3 separate regions of the Mus musculus genome follow, and regions 1 and 2 are each linked to region 3. Evidence: chromatin contacts called from public promoter capture Hi-C data. All regions are on one chromosome and are shown on one strand. The core of a region is the stretch at or near the end of the contact, and the rest is flanking DNA. Distances in the headings are between cores, read along the strand shown. Region 1 holds the start of Rc3h2 (ring finger and CCCH-type zinc finger domains 2). Region 2 holds the start of Pdcl (phosducin-like). Region 3 holds the start of Acbd5 (acyl-Coenzyme A binding domain containing 5).

Region 1 (3,426 bases), core at 592-3,091, about 14 Mb before region 3:
CAAGACTATACAGGTTTTTGAGCCCTGTCTAAAAAACATAATAGGGAAAGGAAGGTGTGATTGTTAACTTTTAATGTGGTTTTCCATGTTTGGGGAATGTTTCCTGTGTGAAATGGAAAAATATCAAATGGAAGTAGAATGGAAAATGCACACACAGTAGGTTAGGGAACATGTATATATAAAATTACTCATCACTGTCCAGTTGAAAAGAACAGAAATGTGCCAGGTGGTGATGGTGCACACCTTTGAGCCCAGCACTCCAGAGGCAGAGTGAGTTCCAGGAAAGCCAGGGCTACACAAGAAACCCTGTCTTGAAACAAAAACAAAAAGAAAATACCAAAATGTACACCTGATTGTTGGGAAACTTTCTTTTTTGATTAACATAATTGGATGAAATTATGAATAATGAGTTATTAATGTATAGCTGGTGGGGCTGCCAGGTGGTGGTACATGCCTTTAATCCCAGCACTTGGGAAGCAGTCAGATCTCTGCGTTTGAGGCCAGCCTGGTCTACAGAGCTAGTTACAGGCTAGCCAAGGCACCAGAAAACAAAACAAACAACAAACAGGTGGGGCCAATGGATCTTTCACAAAAAAAAACAAAATGCAAAAACTAAAAAGCCGATCTTGTCACACTTGCCAGAAGCTTTGTGTCACTGGAGCTGCAGTTGTAAGCAGTTCAGTCTATGATTCTGCCTGGACCTTTCAATTGCTGGGTTCACAGGGATGCACCATCACATCTGCATTTTTTTTTAAAGATTTATTTATTTATTATATGTAAGTACACTGTAGCTGTCTTCAGACACTCCAGAAGAGGGCATCAGATGTGAGCCACGGTGTGGTTGCTGGGATTTGAATTCAGGAACTTCAGAAGAACAGTCGGTGCTTTTAACCACTGAGCCATCTCGCCAGCCCCACATCTGGATTATAACTCATGTATATTTAAAGCTTCATTAGAGAAATTTCCATATTCTAACTTACATACAGATTATTATCATGGATGTTGCTGAACATTTTGTTTCACATTCAGTTGCACATCATTAGCATAGATTCACAATATTAACCTTTTAGGATTACTTTGATAAATTAACTATAAAACTAAAATGCTTTTAAAATATCAGTTATCATACAGCCTGGCATATTTGTTTATAATTGTTGCTTTTCTCATCCTTATTTTCAGTCTTTCTTCATAATTCCTACCTTACAGGTTGCCATAAGTCCTCTAACAAATATTGAGTTATAATTCCAAAACTTGTAAAATTTGATCCTTCTCACTTTTGAGGCATCTGGGATTTTAGATGAGGTAGGTGGGTTTGCCAAACGTTTTCACTTTGGTCCTGGTTTTTGTAAACTGGAGAATTATTTGCTAATCTGGTTAGTATCTCACTACAAAGAGAGTAAAGTAGACTGTAACATAGATGAAGCAGGTTCTGCTCTATGGATGATAAATTTAACGTTGGCTCAATCTTGCAAGCCTCCTGGTCAAGGCTTAGATGTGCAGGGAGTTTCCCATAAGGCCCTTCGTCTTGCCTAGTCCTCGCATCATCTCCCACAGTACTCTGGGGTTCCTTTGTCATGTGACGAGGGTGGCTTTCTTCTTCAGAGGGAAACTGATGCGCAGTTCTGGTGGCCGGGCCACTACGCTTCCCTTCTGCCCCAACTCCCGGGCTTGCGTAATCTCGCGTGAAGTGAACAGTATCTTCTCGCGAGAGCTAAATCGGGATCCCTCCAGGTCCGCCTCCGTGGTGAGGAGGAGGAGGAGAAGGAGGAGGAGGAGGCGGAGGGAGGGAGGAGGAGGAGGCCCCGTCGCGGCCTTCGCCGCCGCCAACGGGGCTGTCCCTGTAGCTCCCGATGGAGTTTGAGGCCCTGAAACCGCCGCCGAGCTCTGCCCCGGCGAGACGAGGCGCCTCCGTCGCCGAGCCGCGCCGTCGCGGGGCCCCCGGGAGCGGCCCTTAGCGACCCCGCCCGGGCCCCTCAGGTAGGGCGGGGGCGGGCAAGATGCGGCTGGGGCCCTGGCCCGGCTGCCGGGTCCTCAGAGGTGGGGCGGGGAGCTGTCTCTGCCCGGCGGCCTGTGCACGGTGGCCGCCGGTACCCCGAGGGTTGGGAGTCGCGGGCCGCACCTGACACGACAGAGAGGCCCCTCGCTCTGGTAGGGCTTTTTGATGCGAAGCGAAACGCTCAGATGGCCACCTTTCTCCAGCACCGGCTGAAGGGACGCCTCTGACCACTGAGGATCCCACCCGAACAGAGGCCGGCTTCCTTCTTTGCTTAACCCATGTAGGAAGAGGGGCTTTCGAAAAGGTCCCCGAGATCAGGTCCTGTCTTAGCGTTTTCTTTTCAGCCCTTGGGCTTACCGAGACCACAGCGCTGGGATGGAGGCGATCTGAGTGTTGTAAATAGGGACCCTGGCTAAACAATGCCCAGGGAGGGCTTAACCTCCCTGGAGGGAGATGGCTGGACCAGGGGATGTGACTAGGAGCGATGGCATGAAGCACAGCCAGGGAATTCTGCTATAGTTTTCTTTCCCCCTTTCTTATTATTTTCCTTGGGGGAGCCTCATAAGGAGACTCTTCCACCATCTTAGGAGAATGGTAGAAAGCATCTTTGTTTCTAAGAGAAACAGCTGTACTTTTCTGTCGTTAGGAAGGAGATAAGGGTAGCTGTCATTTCCATCCTTGAAATCACCAGAGTTTTTAAGATACTGGCAGACACAGCCTTCAGACCAAAATAGTCTAAAGTAATCACAGACATTAAGTATTCAAATTCAGTGATTCTCAACCTGTTTAGATTTTTGTTTAAGCTCCACCTCGGTTCTTTTTAATCCCACTGTCCTCCTAACCTTAGGACCCTAAGGAATTTCTTCTCATCTTGACCCACTGTAATTAGAGTTGACTTTATATCCCGAATAAAGTGTTAAAAGTGTTTTACAAATCTTCCTGTCATTTTTAGTAGTCAGGCTTTAAAGTTCCAGTAAAAACTTGGAGTTAACCAGAGAAAGCTAATAATGGCACACTAAAGTGATATTATTTGACAGAAGGAAAGAAACGAATGTTCTAGTTGGTGGGTCTAGTCTCTTTGTGGTTAACTTGTATACACAGCCTAAGACTTGGACTCATTAAGAATAGTTTGTAGATTCCTGTTTTTACCTTTTATGTGGTTAAAAAACTACATCACTGATCTGACATCAATATCCATGTTAAATTGTTTACTTAAATTGTTTACTAACACAGTCAGTTCTTGAAAACCCAGAGACTATTCTATCCTATTAAAGGCTATTTTCCAATATTACCATTGTTTTGTTGATTTGGTGATTCATGTTTCCCACATTCAGAGTTTGGAAAATTGCTTGAAGGACAAAACACTTAATATATTTTCTAGTCTTGTTTAGGGAAGACAGGTACCATAATTAAACAGGCTTTTATTCTTC
Region 2 (3,759 bases), core at 408-2,907, about 14 Mb before region 3:
AAAAGTAGGCTTGCTAAGTGCTGGGGTCAGGCTAACCCATTCATTGGCTACTCATTTGCTTTCTCCTGTGGGCCTGCACCAGGGCACGGAACCCAGGTCCTCTGGAAGAGCATTATAGTACTAAAATGCTGAGCCATCTCTCCAGCCCCTCTCGTCCTCCACCTCCTCCACACACTTCTACAACAGAGACTGCAGCTTACACATGTTCTTGAAACTAAGCTCAAGGTCCTCAGAGCAGCAGATGGTCTTCTTGGTTGATGAAAGAACTCAGTGGGGAAACCCCCACTCAGCTCCCGATTCGGCGTGCACCCAAGAATCACGAATAGAACACAACACCTTGATGTAACAACAAGAGGTTTTTAATGGCGGAGCTCCGGGTCGAAACGTATCTCACATAACAGGAGACAGTGGATTCGACCACGAGGCTTGGAAGCTAGGGGTTTTTATAGAAAAGGAGTGGGGCTGGGGGAGGAATTGGCGCGGTTTCACATGATTGGTCCATTTAAACATCAGCAGCCTGTAACATTTAACTTAGGTCAGAGGGGTGGGAGCTAGGGAGGCGATGGGCTTGCCCGGGCATGTCCTGGTCTGTTCTGCTATGTTCTCAGCCCCAGGTTTCAAAGCTCAGAAACAACTCTTTGGGCTATTTAACATACATTACATGAATTACAGTTTTATTTCCTTTCAGTTGACATCTTTCCAAAGAGACGGTCCAGGAAAAGCCCCAGGTCCCATTTGAGTTTTTCTCCACTCCAGCTCTTGCCTAGCCCTCAGGTTAGGTCTCCAGGTTAACTTGGGGGCACTGGGCACCCTTCAACCTGGGGGCCACAGTATGTTATCCCTGCACAGAACTTGCATGGCAGGGGTAGCAGTGGGGGTGGGATGGCATGGGGAGGTACCTTGCATTTCTGAGTCTAGCCCAAATACTAGCCCAATCCTGGGCCAAATGGGTGGACGTTGGAAGCTTAGTCAGGTCTGATGGCTCATCCAGCTCTCCCACTCCATCACCCCCACCACCCAGTTGGGGCAAGAAGATGAAATTCTAAAATGTGAACATAGACAAATTTGCAGTAACATCTAGGTGGTCCTAGAAACAGGAATCAAGAAACCCCCTTTTCAAATTAAGAGCCCTATCTTAAACGCTGCATTTTATACAAATCGAGCAAATTTGATATGTTTTAATTAGCACACGGTTTAATTTGCAATCTCACAGTTGTGTACAAGACACGCCAACTAAGCAGTTTGAAATCATTTGAGGTTTAACAAAAGTTTTCAAACATAGGGTAGTTTCCTTGACTTTTTTTTTAATCTAGAATTTTCAAAGGTAATCATTATACATAACTGTTGTAAACTCTGTAAACTACAGAGTCAACTATTTGACTAACATTAGTTGATAAGAGTTATTCAAATTTCTTCAGTTGTCCATGCTCGTTTCCAGTCCAGCAATCCAATTCAGGTTGTCATACAACTTCTGTTCTTTGAGTTACTTATTCTTGAAGAAGTTAATGTTTTCGAGTTATTTTTCGCCTTAATATTCCTTTGTAATTTGTCTCGAAACTTGGAACGTAAGTTAATAAAAATTTCATATTTAACTAGAAATACACATCTACGAGTTTTGTCCTAAGCTAAGACCCGTAGCTCCTCCTCAGACGCCGAGATAAGCTTCTTGTGATTGGGTAGCGTGCGTCCGCCGCGACGCCGGAAGGCCGTGTGATTGGTCCGCAGAGTCCACGGCAGCTTTTTCTCTGTCGCTCAAGGCTTTCGGCCACTTCTCTTTCTCTAGGCGAGCGTCCTTTGTTGGTGACAGGAGCTGCTAGTCTAGAAGGAGCAGACTGAGCGAGGCGAGGTAACTAACTGCGCAGGCGTCGGCAAGGAGGAAGCGGCGGGCCTAGACATGGGTGGGGCAGGAGTTTACGCGCCTTGGGCGAACTACTTTGCTTCCCGGCTCCTGGATCCCAATTCCTCTGTACTTCTCAAATTCCTTTGGAGACTCGGAGCGTCCCTCCTCAGTACCGCCCTCTTCACTGTGCCCTCCCCTGCCCTGTCCTCCTCGCTACTCCGCCTCCTCAGCCCCACCTTCCTTATGGCTCCGCCTTCTCCACTCCGTCCTTACAGCTCTGCTTTACTTAACATCCTGTCCCTGCCCTTTTGTCCCATAAGCTCCGCCTTCCTGGAAGCTTAGCCCCGCCCTTCTGTGTTCCACTTGTGCAGCCCTGTCTTCTTCACTGTCCTACTTTCTCTTAACACTCTTAACTGCCTCTCTTGGAAGCCTTTCACTGGCCCTGCCCATATCACTGCTCCTCCTTTTCTGTGCCTCTCCTTAGCTCCACCCTCTTCATGATCCTCCACCTCTTCAAGTTTACTATCCCCACTTGAGGTTTACTTTCTGCACTGCGGGTGCATGCCACTTCTGTCTGCCAGTGTTCTCACCTCTCAGCAGCCCAGTCTCCTCAGTACACTCCTCCTCTTCTGGCCCCGTTTTTCACTCATCGGACCGAGTTGTGGCCCTCTGGCACATCCCAGACAAGGAAATTGTAAAAGTTTTCTTCCTTCCCCTGGTGCTGGCACTTTCCTCTTGGTTGCTGTTCAGCGTGCACAGTGCTCTGTCCTGACTGGAATCTGCTGTGTGGGAGAGAGGTAAATTGTAATAGAGTAAATACCATATGTTAAGTCTCTTCTGAAGGCAGCGCAGTGTTGATATTTGGTATGCTTAGAGGAAGGACGTTTTTGTTTGTTTGTTTTTGTTTTTGACTAGTCATTCCTGCCGGAGTCTTTTTTTAATTTATTTTAATTAATTAATTAATTTTTTTTTTTTTTTTTTTTTTTTTTTTTGAGACAGGGTTTCTCTGTGTATCCCTGGCTGTCCTGGAACTCACTCTGTAGACCAGGCTGGCCTCGAACTCAGAAATCTGCCTGCCTCTGTTTCCCAAATGCTGGGATTAAAGGCGTGGGCCACCACTGCCCTGCGCTACTGGAGTCTTAAACAGACTTCTAAAGCACTGAACTGTACCTTTTCCCAAAACATCTGGGTCCTAGGTGTTCTTTAACCATCTGGCTCTTATTTAAGTTTTGTCGTGGAGACTTGCTGGTTATAATTGGTCCAGCTTGAGACCATGTATCTAGGCTCTTAGTGAGGCAAGGAGTGAATGACTTAGTTTCAACAGTATACCTACCCTTGGTAGTCCCTTTTGAAGTTTTCCCTGAGGACTTTCTCCCAATTTGTTAGCAGTCTTAAAACTAAAAGTGTATACGAATAAAAACCACACCAAAAGATTCCTCTTACCCAGTTCACACAAGTAGACAGTAATGCCCCTCTCAGGCTCCTGGAAGTCATACATCAGTGGGTCTGTTAACAGCTTCAGCCTTTGTTGCAAAGCTCAGCAAAGAAATGTGCCTTATCTAAGCCTTGTTTTTGCCTGCTATAACAAAAGCCTGGTAAACTATGGCATAGATCCAGGGTTGGGGTTTGTTGAGATTCTGCTTATGAAAACACCTTTAGATTCTTATAAAGTTCTGGGAAGTCAGTCCAAGTGTACCTTGTATGGTTCAGATTCATGTCTTCCTTGCTCAAGCTAGCAAAAAATCCTTGATACATTTTTCTTTTCCAGGCACCATGACAACCCTGGATGATAAGTTACTGGGGGAGAAATTACAGTACTACTACAGCACCAGCGAGGATGAGGACAGTGACCATGAAGACAAAGACAGAGGCAGGGGAGCACCAGCCATTAGTTCCACACCTGCAGAGGCTGAGCTGGC
Region 3 (3,555 bases), core at 699-3,198:
TTTAAAACAATTTTTTTAGTAAATGTCTAATTGAGTTCTTATGCTATTTTCTTTTTTGTTTTTTGAGACAGGTTCTCATTATCCAGATCAGACTGGCCTTGAACTCGTAAGATCCAACTGCCTTTGCCTCTGGAGTCCTGAGATTAAAGGCATCCATCACCACACTGGTCTTATTACTCCTTCCTTCCTTCAGCTTATTTGGACTTACCCTTTAGTCTTCACTGTGTTCTCCTCCAATACAAAGTGAAACATAGACAACACCATGGAGCCTAGAGCTTCTACACAGTAAGCAAGTGATCCACTGCCAAATCAAAGCTCCAGCCCTCCTGATCCTCCAAGAAAGCTGGCATCGCAAAGCAGCCTGTGCCACTGATTCTGAAGGTGTGCAGGAACTAAATAAGGGCTTTGTACATGCCAACACATGCCCTACAAGCTTCCAAAACTATGCCTCCGGAAAATTTCTTACTGGAATGAACTATGCTTACTACTAATTTTTTAGCCAAATGATGATACATGAAAAGTGGGAAGATAGCTGGGCAATGGTGGCACACGCCTTTAATCCCAGCACTTGGGAGGCAGAGGCAGGCGGATTTCTGAGTTCGAGACCAGCCTGGTCTACAAAGTGAGTTCCAGGACAGCCAGGGCTACACGGAGAAACCCTGTCTCGAAAAAAAAAAAAAAAAAAAAAAAAGAAAAAGAAAAGAAAAGTGGGAAGACATTAAATACTATACAAATATAGTAATGTTATGTTTGACTTGGCCTACAAATCTAGCACACACAATAAAAATGCTTAAGATAATTTTAATCTAATTTATTATGAAAAGTAAATCACAATGCAAATGGATATAAAATTTCAAAGTAAAAGTCTCTCTTCCCAAGCTTCTCTATTTAGAACACTGAAAAAAAAATTTAGTGATGGAAAAAAAAATCCTTAACACTGGTCAGACAAAATTATAAAAAGTTTTACAAGCTGTTGCCAGGATACACACAAAGAAAACCGTACCTGACACATCATAGTCAAAATAATCATTTTACACGAGAATATAGTTGTCCTTTCCTTTCCGCTTCATATCAAAGTTTCTGAAGGTTCGGATTACACTTTTGAGTTAGGTAGCACCAGACATCCCTCCCCAGTTTTTGTTTTTGTTTTTTAACTTTCCCAAATCCACAGTCATTAAGTGATAAGACTTGTTCTCAAGAATATAAACTACTTAAAACCTAGATAATACGTCGCCTTTGGCCTCAAAAATCAGCGGTAATTAATTAGCATTCAATACCATTCTTTCAATTACATTTCTTTCAATTACATTTCTTTTAATGACAGAGCGAGAGGGGGCGCTAAATAAGGTAGACTAGAAGCAGCTGGAAAAGGTCTTTTACCTAGAGCCCACTGCACATACCATTTTTCGGCAAACTCTGGATCACCTTCACGGCCGCCTCAAATCTGGTTTCATACACTGACGGTGTGTCCGCCATCTCCAGCTGCCAGCGCCGGCCTCGGTCCCAAGGTCTGTCCGCGGTAATCACACAGCAGCAGCAGCACCAGCTTCCCCAAGAGCCTGCATGAAACTGAACACCGAGCGCAGCAGCGGATTAATGACAGGAGCATAGCTGGTCAATTCCCCTTTGCCTGCCCAATCAAGGCCACATCAACTCAGGTGGCCCGGTTCCTTCCTCCTTCGTGGGGCGTGTCTAAGAGTACATCCCAGCCAACAAAAACAGCCAAACAACTCACCGCGAGGAAGAGCATCTCTAGCAGCAGGCCTTGGAGGTTGAGCCGCCCGTGATAGCGGACCCTTTCTCCCACCCGGAAGATGCCGGCCAACCAATCACACCCCCCATTCCTGAGAAGTTCTGCCGTCGGTGGGCAGCCGCCCCACAGCCCCGCCCCAGAGTCACCGGAGGACCCACTAGCCTCCGCCGCCGCGGCCGCCGTGCAGCAAACCCCACCCACCCGCTCCGCCGCGGTGACGTGCACGGGCTGCGCGTTCTCAGAGGAGGGGAAAAGAGGCTGCAAGGCGCTCCGGCTGGGGTTGGTCTGTGGAGAACCCGGTGCTTGTTTATGTTCGGGCTGAGGACAGCAAGCCTGGTGACGCGCTAGGATTCTATGCCAGGTCCTAAAGGTGGCCCCTGGATACCGCTAGTGTTTAAAGAAAAGAAAAACACAAGAGTCGGTGGTCCTCAATGCCTAGCCTCGGGGTTAAACCGGAGAAGGGAGTGAATCATAAAAGTGGCTTCAAAACTTCTTTTGACATTTACTCTCTGTGACCTAGGAGAAGGCACTTGACCTCTTCTGTGGATATACAACACGCTAAAGGGGAGAAAGGGAGGATTAAGGGCAAGGATGGAAGGGCTTAGCCCTGGCCCCCAAGTCTGGGACAGCTTTCACCGTCTGGCCCCAAGGGTGGCCGCGGAGAGAGCAAAGGTGAGCGGTGGCGGCCTGCTGCGCAACACCTCCACTACCCACTCTCCAGGCCCAGGAGACAGGCACAGCCACGTCCAGCTCCGCCGGAGGCTAGGGATGGAGATGGTCGGTGAACAACGTAATGCCCGCGTTGTAGGCACTTAGGAAGCTCCCCGCAGGCGTAGAGTGCCGTGGCCTGGAAATCTCAAGGACGCCCCGCTGGGAACGTCAGTTTTGTCGGTTTAGGATGGGTTGGGAAGATTACTCGTAAAAATCTAGTTGCGAACTATAAGTCACTCTTCCCTTGGAGCCGCGATGTCGGCATTTACCTTGATATAGCCAAATGACTGGCAAGGCCTGTCCGTTTTGTCTCGACGCCTGCCCCGCACCTTGCCCCCGCGGGCTTATGGGAACTGTAGTCCCCCGGCGCTTCCGGACACCTTCCTCTGTAGGCTGGCGTAGTCCCCCTCCGGTTCCGGTTCGGTTTTTCCTTGTAGCCCACCCTTCCTGTGTGTGGCGGAAGTTCCTTTCTTCCGGATTGCGTTTGGGGCGTCTCCGAAGTACTTCTTAAGCTTCGAGCAGAAAGGAATCCTCTGACATAGCTTGTTTATCTGGGTATTGAGAACAGTGTCGTCTGAAGAGTTCTTTCAGGGCTCATGCGGCCTGTATTCAAAAGTACCCCAGAAACAGTTCCGGACTCACTGATCGTTTAATCAAAAAGACCAAAGGCACTGGAGGAACGCAGGCTTCACTAGAGAACCGCTCCCTAGTACTTCACCGCCTTCATATGTGTGATGTTTGGCAAACGTATGATCTGTTTCAAAAGCACTGTAAGGTGTTGATAGATGAGGAAATGATAGTTGACTTGCCCAAGGTCCTAAAATTTAATGATTTAGCAAGCGAGTGTCAGTCAAATCATAAAACCTGCTATGAATATGTGACTTGTCCTAATCATGTAAAAGGGAAACACAAGTTTTCTAACCTTCTCAACATGAGAACGCTTTGTGTGTTTATCTTTGCCTCACCTACTCTTTTCTTGAACTTGGGTGCTTCTCAGTCACTCCTAGTATACTCAGGTATATATATTCTGAAAAAGTGTTGGGTGTTTATTTTTAATACTTGATTTCGACAACTGCTCATTAGACTTATGT

The links. Promoter capture Hi-C pulls out the DNA fragments that hold promoters and counts their contacts.
Region 1: a promoter capture Hi-C map of second pharyngeal arch cranial neural crest shows a contact between it and region 3. The contact joins the promoter of Rc3h2 here to the promoter of Acbd5 in region 3. A contact is called at or near these places in 4 of 39 promoter capture datasets (cranial neural crest, maxillary cranial neural crest, pre-B cells and 1 more).
Region 2: a contact with region 3 is called in a promoter capture Hi-C map of pre-B cells. The contact joins the promoter of Pdcl here to the promoter of Acbd5 in region 3. A contact is called at or near these places in 3 of 39 promoter capture datasets (cranial neural crest, pre-B cells and second pharyngeal arch cranial neural crest) and 1 of 9 other capture datasets (pancreatic islet).

The regions. Positions count from the first base shown.
Region 1 is chr2:37,421,318-37,424,743 of GRCm38.p6, reverse strand. Rc3h2 (ring finger and CCCH-type zinc finger domains 2) reads left to right here and starts at 1,841. Exons shown (of 22, transcript NM_001100591.1): 1 at 1,841-1,977.
Region 2 is chr2:37,357,230-37,360,988 of GRCm38.p6, reverse strand. Pdcl (phosducin-like) reads left to right here and starts at 1,657. Exons shown (of 4, transcript NM_026176.3): 1 at 1,657-1,846; 2 at 3,609-3,759. The coding sequence starts at 3,614.
Region 3 is chr2:23,067,465-23,071,019 of GRCm38.p6, reverse strand. It overlaps Acbd5 (acyl-Coenzyme A binding domain containing 5), which reads right to left and starts at 1,948. Exons shown (of 14, transcript NM_001355637.1): 1 at 1,736-1,948; 2 at 1,401-1,569. The coding sequence starts at 1,750.